2 separate regions of the Mus musculus genome follow, and region 2 is linked to region 1. The links are chromatin contacts, called in public Hi-C maps. All regions are on one chromosome and are shown on one strand. Each heading gives the region's core, a stretch centred on a gene start, on an enhancer-like site or on the middle of the called end of the contact. The rest is flanking DNA. Distances are from core to core; before and after follow the strand shown. Region 1 overlaps Elf2 (E74-like factor 2). Region 2 has its middle 5.9 kb from the start of n-TPagg5.

Region 1 (3,354 bases), core at 436-2,935:
GTCTTTGTCCCATTATAGAAATATTTGACAACTCTCTGCACATTCCCACTTCCTTTATAACTATAACCACATAAGAAATACAGGTCAGGAAATTGGCCAATCATAATGGACCTATACATGTGAAACACTTTCAGCACTAGTGGTAGCGGCGTGCCTGGCATGTGCAGGCCCCTGGGTCTGGCCTGGCCCCTGGGTCTGGCCTAGCACCTCCCAGGTACTGAGTTGCTTCCGTTCAGTTTGTTTCCCGTCACACCTTTTATGGGTAGAGAGCTGTGGCCTGGCCTGTACAGGTGACTGTACAGGTGAAGACTGAAGGACCAGAGTCACAAATTTAAGTGTCACACAGTTATAGTTAGGTCCTCCTGTACATGGTAGACGTCTATCTTTTTAGAAATGTAGATGAACCACTGAATATTTTTGGCCTTTGTATCTTTAACATGCTATTTATAGCAGCAAAGATTTTTACCTTTTCTAGCCTTTTTTAAAAAAACTAACCTGATTTTAAAAATTCTGTGTATGGGTGTTTTGTCTGCGTGGCTGTGTACACTTGTGTACTGGTGCCTGAGGAGGCTGGAGAGAGGTCAGGTCACTAGATGGTTGGGAGCTGTGCTTGGCGTTTTGAACCTGCTCTTCTGAAAGTGCGGTCACCACTCCACTGCTAAACCGTCTCTCCAGGTCTCATTCCACAAGCTTAGGTAACGATACTTTAAAAAACTAGGTTGATTTGATTACTACTTTTGGAGTTACCCTCAAAATTTACCTCTTAAATACTTCATCTCTCAAAATTGAGTATTGTCAAGTATTGAGGATTGTCTTTTGGTCAAGTCCCTAAAACTCCTTTGCAAAGGTCCATGCTCTCTCTGCGTCCTGAGCCACGCAGAACATACACAGACTTTGGTTAACAGCTAAAGGTGCTAACTTTTAAGCAGATACTTTCTTCTGCATTCAGCTGATTAGAACTCTCTTCTAAAAGCAACAGAAAAAGTTTTCAGGTAAACATATAAAATCTAGATTTGCAAATGTAACTCCAGCTTTCGGACTTCAACCCCCTGAATGATAAGTCAATATAATGTTTCCATCTTGTGTCCAGCATTTTTGGAGAAAAGCCACAAAACCATGGCTTGATGCATTTCCAGCCTCTCCAGGCCTTTGCACTGTGATGAACGGTCTGTGTTTACTCCTTAGGTGACTTTTCAGCATTCTCTCCAGATGGCCGTGTACAGCTTCAGAGACCCCAGGCTGGACCCTTTGCTACAGAGGATCTCACTTCAGCAACCATCCTTGTGTCTCGGAAAGAGGTGCCTCCTACCCATCAGAGTGTCTCTTTCCCTGGCCCAGTAGTTAACAGTCATTCAGTATTTTCTACCAGGCCACTTTTTTCCTCAATGGGAAGCCAACCTGCAGTGCTCATTGAAGGTCACCAGTGGCCTAGCTTACAAACACAATTCTGAAAATGTTTTCAAAGTTAGAGCGTGTACATGCATGAAGGTCAAGGTTCAGAAGTCAGTTCTTCTCCTGTCATGAGACTCAGTCACAAGCACCTTTACCTAGTCTTCTCAAACATTCCACACGACATTTTTACACCTAATTTACTTTGATGTGCCTGCAGATGTTGTGTACGAGGTGCTCATGGAGGCCAGGAGAGTTGGCGCTCCTGAAACTGGAGTTAAACTTGGAGCTGCCATGTAGGCGCTGGGAACCAAACAAACCCGAGACCTCTGCAGGAGCAGCCCTAACCCATGAGCCGTGTCTCCACCCACTTACCTTCACCCTCGCCTCCCCATCAAATCTTGTGCCTTAGTTTTGCTTCCCAAAGTTAACTTGGCTTCCCATGACATGCCTCTGGCTTATTCTCAGCCTAAATGGCTCTCCTCCGGTCTGGCTTGACTTCCAACCAAGGTTTTCTCTGTAGGGCTTACCAGTGTAGAAGGGATGGGAGGAGTTAGTGCGCGTGCACAAGCAGGCTCTACTGAATGTTTTATTAAAGGGATTCCGTCGTGAAGGCTGTTCTTCAGATAGGTGCCCATGCTTTTTCCTTACCAAACCTCAGACCAGACTAGATTTTGACTCTTACTGGCTCACTTTATCTAATTGCCACATCACACCTCTTCCCAAGTGCTGCATTAAACTCATTCCCTGTAGTACAGTGCGTTACTTCTGCCAGGGACCTGTAAGATTATCTCAGACACATCATGCACATCTGGCCATTCTCCCAAGTCCTGTTGATGGTATGTTCTTGTGCGTGCCTGCCTCCACTCCTCTGGCTGTGTAGCCCAGGTTGTCAGAAAACACATCGTCTTTCTGCCTCAGACTCTAGAGTGCTGTGATTCCAGGAAGCTAGTGCGCCAAAAAGCCAAAATAAATAAAAGTGGATTTCATGACACCATTGTGATTTCTTTAAATTCAATAGCATCCTGCCCACTTGTCTCTTTGCTAGTGTCAAGACCTTTTTATCATTGAGACATATCCATGGCATCTCCACTCCCACCTCATCTTTACTTTTCTTACTGGGTGGGAGTTAAGCATCAGAACAAACAAATAATCCCATAGTAGGCATTGGAAACCTTACTTGGGTGGGGAATGTCTACTCTGAGGCTGGGGACTGGCATGTTGGGAAGGGGAGCTAGAAAAGCACCAAGTCTGGGCTTGGAGAATCAGGCTGGGCAGAGCTGGGCGTGGAGGCTCACACTGCCATCCTAGCCCTGGGACACTGAGGCAGGAGCACTGCTGCAAATTTGAGGTCATCTTGGGCTACATAGCACTAGGCCAGCCTGGGCTACAAAGTGTATCATTTAAAAAAAAAAAAGGTTAAACAAGGAGGATAAAGCCAACATGCCAAAGATGATAAGGGGCAAGAAACAAAGACATTACTAATGGCTGAGCCACTGACTGCAAATCTCTGTTGAACAGCCATCTCTTTCTTATTTTGGCTTTCAAATATCCTAGGCTGGCCTTGAACTTGCTTTGTGGTTGAGAATGGCCATGAACTCCGGACCACCCTGCCTCTACACTCCCAGGACACTACCATGTCCTGCTAGTAGTTGTTTTTCCTGGTGCTGACCACTGAGCTATCTCCGCTCCACATGGCCTTGAACTATTCAGTTACTCCAAGTCCTCTGATGCTGTAACTTGATTGTGTCCCCCCATAACTGAGTCAGGCCTTGTGGTAAAGTACTGTTGGCCCCTGGTGAGCGAGTGAGTGCATCAGGCCCACAAACATCTCAAGTGCTCTAGTACATTGGGGAGACTAGCTTGACCTTGACCTGGGGGTGGAATGCAGGGGTAAGCCATTTTGGAGGGAGGGCTCCATCCTTGGGACCAAGACACCCAGAAGCTAGAATGTGTAGTTACTTC
Region 2 (3,639 bases), core at 522-3,021, 110 kb before region 1:
CTCATGGATTGCTGCACAACACATTAACTGATTAAAAGTTTTCTGTTACAGGATATCTGAGCTGGTTTCTAGTTAGGTTGTGGCTCAACCCTTAGCACACACCTTTAATCCCTCTGGCTGGAATATAAACACATCCATAGCTCTCAGCTTTAATCCAAACAATGAAGGTAAAGTTCGTCTGTAGAAGGAAACACCCATGTTTGAAAGTGATGTCTAATTGAGTGGCAGAAAAAGTGACGAATCAGAGAAAGATCTGACAGATAGGATACTCCCAACTCTCACAAGGAGAGAGGAAGAGGAGCATTCAGCACAGGAATACAGTAGCGTTCCTAGAGAGTGGTACAGTAGAGTTGAGAAGGAGAGTGGAGCAGCCTAGAGCGAGAGAAAGAGGAAGGAGGCAGTTTGTGGTGGTTTGAATACGCTTGGTCCAGGGAGTGACACTATTAAGAGATGTGGACTTTTTGGAGTAGGTGTGGCCTTGTTGAAGGAAGTGAGTCACTGTGGGGTAGGCTTTGAGACCATCCTCCTAGCTGCCTGGAGGCCAGTCTCCCCTGGTTGCCTTCTGGTCAAGATGCAGAACTCTCAGCTCCTTCTCTAGCACCATGCCTTCCTGCATGCTGCCGTAGTTCCTGCTATGATGATAGTGGACTGGACCTCTGAACCTGTAAGCCGGCCCCAATTAAATGTTTGCTTTTATAAGACTCGCCTTGGTCATGGTGTCTATTCACAGCAATGGAAACTCTAACTAAGACACAGTTTTACCAGGACAGTTGTACAGAGACAGGTAAAGACAGAGTGAGCCAGAAAATGAGAAGAAGCCATATTAGAACATTGCTACTGTTAGTTTGAGGCACAGCAGAGCAATTCAGAGACTGAGAGAGAAGACAGCTTGGAGAGAGAGGAGTTTGAGTCAGAAGAGCTAGATTGAACCAACCAGCCAGAGTTCAGAAGGAAGAAGAAAGGGTGTGCTTAGCCAGCAGCAAGTTTCGGAGGCTGAAAACATCCTAGGCCTACATAATATTGTATGGAGGGTAGAGGCTTCCAAGACTAGGCCCAGGTTAGCAGACTGGGGCATTAAGGCTTGGAGACAATGGACTTGCGGCAGTGTCCACACAGGTGAGCACCGACTTGTATCCTTACTGACATATACGGACCCTGTATAGTCTCTCCGTGTCTTAATTTGGAACATGCCTCACATTTATTGTTACCATGCAGAATAGCAGACTATTTCATGGGAATGTTGGTAGCTCTAGCTACTTTCCAGTGTGTGCCAAATCACTGTGGCCAGACTGTAGATAAGAGCCTCCAGTGATCTCTGGAGGCAGATGGCTTGTAGCTTGGTAAGGGCATCTGCTTCCCGATTTTCAAACCTCAACCAGCTATGGGCTGCCAGCCACATAGAAAACCACTGATTCCTGTTGAACTCTGTTACATATGTCCTCCAAGATCTGCTGCCCCACAGTGGTGGAAAGAGCATCCACCTGGTTCTTTTCCCATTGGGCCAGCCATAAAGTCAGACCTCCGAATACAGCCCCGCTACTGTCCATATGGATTGTCACAGGGTAAATCTCACTACCAGTGAAACTGGTACTTTCCACTCTGCTGTCTCTTATCTCAGTCCGCTGGCTACGCTTTCTCGCTTTCTTGCTTCCTTTCTCCAGCCACACGGTGTCAGTGTTCATTTGCATTTCGACCGCCACCCAGTCCCGTTTGGTGTCCTCCCCTTCTGCAGACAGATGGTGTCCCTCTTAGCACTTTATCTCTCCTAGCGCTTGGTTCACTTACCCGGGGGCGGCTTAGAAGCTTGAAAGAACACTGGTGCCAACACAGCCTGCACGGCCTTGGCGACGGGACTTGCAAACACCGCACCACATTGCTGTAAAAAGTGCGAGCCGCCTCTGGCAAGTTTGATTTCGCGCTACCGGAGAAAGAGACGTGGCCTTTATTTGGATATGCAGCTTTCGCTGTCACTGGGATGCTGGGCCCTTCCTGTTGGAATGCTCCACGTTCATCCAGCAGTTGCTGTTTTAGTACTGTGCGCCAGCTTCCTTCCCTTTCCATGGCTAGGACCCAAACGCTATTAGAACTGTTTGCTCAAGCTGTTTTTTTCCATAGTCCCCCGAACATCTGGTGACTTCTAACACAAAGGGACACGGCCATTAAGGTTATCTTGCAAGGACCTTAGCTTACTCAGGAGCCTCTTGAGCCATCTATCTATTTTAGCACTTACAGCACGTGGTACATTTTTACTAAGTTGTTGGGTGTGATATTGATACCCCTCTTACTGGAGTATAAGATCTAGAATTTCACAGAGGAGCTCGCCCTTGCCTTTTGTGGACTGACTGCCCATCCTGCTTCCCTGAGGTGCACACCGCGAAGTCTTTCAGAGACGTGTTGTGAAACTTTTTCACTTAGGGGAGAGAGCAGGAGGAGAAAGCAAGGTCTCCAGCCACCTTCCCTTGACAAATAGACAGTGTGGCAGGTAATTTTGCATGAGTGGTAGAGACTCCTTTGAATTTAAATAACCCCTGGGGATTCAGCAACTCAGAGAATACAAAAAGACGGAGGAGAAAAGAAGGTAGAAGAAGGAAAAGAAGGAAGAGGAGGAGAAAGAAGGAAAAGAAGAAGGAAGAGGAGGAAGTAGAAGGAGGAAGAGGAGGAGGAGGAAGAAGAAGGTAGAAGAAGGAAAAGAAGGAAGAGGAGGAGGAAGAAGGAAAAGAAGAAGGAAGAGGAGGAAGTAGAAGGAGGAAGAGGAGGAGGAGGAAGAAGGTAGAAGAAGGAAAAGAAGGAAGAGGAGGAGGAAGAAGGAAAAGAAGAAGGAAGAGAAGGAAGTAGAAGGAGGAAGAGGAGGAGGAGGAAGAAGAAAGAAAAGAGAAAGAAGGAAAATAGGTGTGTTCGCAAGTTCCAACACCACATGGAGAGATGCCATTACTTGTATCTGTTGTTCTGGCATAAGAGCCGTGCTGGGCACAGTGGCATAGACATGGTAACTACCTTACTTAGTAGTGCTGGCCACAGCGGTGTAGATGGGGTCGACCTTACTTAGCTCTCTTCATCTGAAGTCTTTTATAGGAGCTGTCTGGCATCTTCACAGGCCACACACCAAGCTGAAGAAAGAAAGGCCTTCGGGTTGAGCAAATAACCTCTAATCTTTCTAGCTCCTTTAAAGTTGCTGTAATTTCAGCATAGACTTCCAGGTAGTCAGTACAATTTGATATTTATAGGTCGACTCAGAGCCGGAACTTTCTAGGTTCCCAGGGGGCCACTCACAAACGGCGGTCTTGACATTTTGCACTCTCAGGTGAAATTCTGCAATGGCGGCGTGCAGGGTGAGCACCAGCAGTGTGTCCACCCCCAGTAGATTCTCCTGCTGAGAAGAAGTTCACTCAGGGTTTACCCTTGGAGAGAGACAATTGCTATCACTGCGACTTACTGTGTAAACTTATGCCAACTTGACACACAGGATAGAGTTATCTGAAGGAGGGAAATGAGAAAAATGCCTCCATATGACCCAGATGTAAGCTATTCTCTCTCTCTCTCTCTCTCTCTCTCTCTCTCTCTCTCTCTCTCTCTCTCTTTCTCTCTTTCTCTCTCTCGGTTTTTTAAGACAGGGTTTCTCTGTATAGCCCTGGCTGTCCT

What was found. Hi-C and Micro-C count contacts between places; a contact is called where the count stands out from the background.
Region 2: a Hi-C map of liver shows a contact between it and region 1, with 2.0 times the contacts expected there. The contact joins two enhancer-like sites. A contact is called at or near these places in 1 of 15 datasets of contacts at CTCF or cohesin (large pre-B cells), 7 of 484 Hi-C or Micro-C datasets (the C10 cell line, the HPC-7 cell line, bone marrow-derived macrophages and 3 more), 17 of 115 datasets of contacts at active chromatin or transcription factors (the 230-238 cell line, the SCID.adh cell line, bone marrow-derived macrophages and 9 more) and 3 of 9 other capture datasets (adipose tissue, liver and pancreatic islet).

The regions. Positions count from the first base shown.
Region 1 is chr3:51,251,747-51,255,100 of GRCm38.p6, reverse strand. It overlaps Elf2 (E74-like factor 2), which reads left to right. Exons shown (of 10, transcript NM_023502.2): 10 at 1-2,381. Among named protein-coding and RNA genes, the nearest start is that of 4930577N17Rik, 23 kb to the left of the region's middle. Within about 2 kb of position 1,685, at least 13 of the 459 cell types and tissues checked have an H3K27ac peak or open chromatin away from gene starts, as enhancers often do. A contact at or near this core is called in liver, where this site is marked.
Region 2 is chr3:51,363,468-51,367,106 of GRCm38.p6, reverse strand. No RefSeq gene overlaps it. Among named protein-coding and RNA genes, the nearest start is that of n-TPagg5, 5.9 kb to the right of the region's middle. Within about 2 kb of position 1,771, at least 116 of the 459 cell types and tissues checked have an H3K27ac peak or open chromatin away from gene starts, as enhancers often do. A contact at or near this core is called in liver, where this site is marked.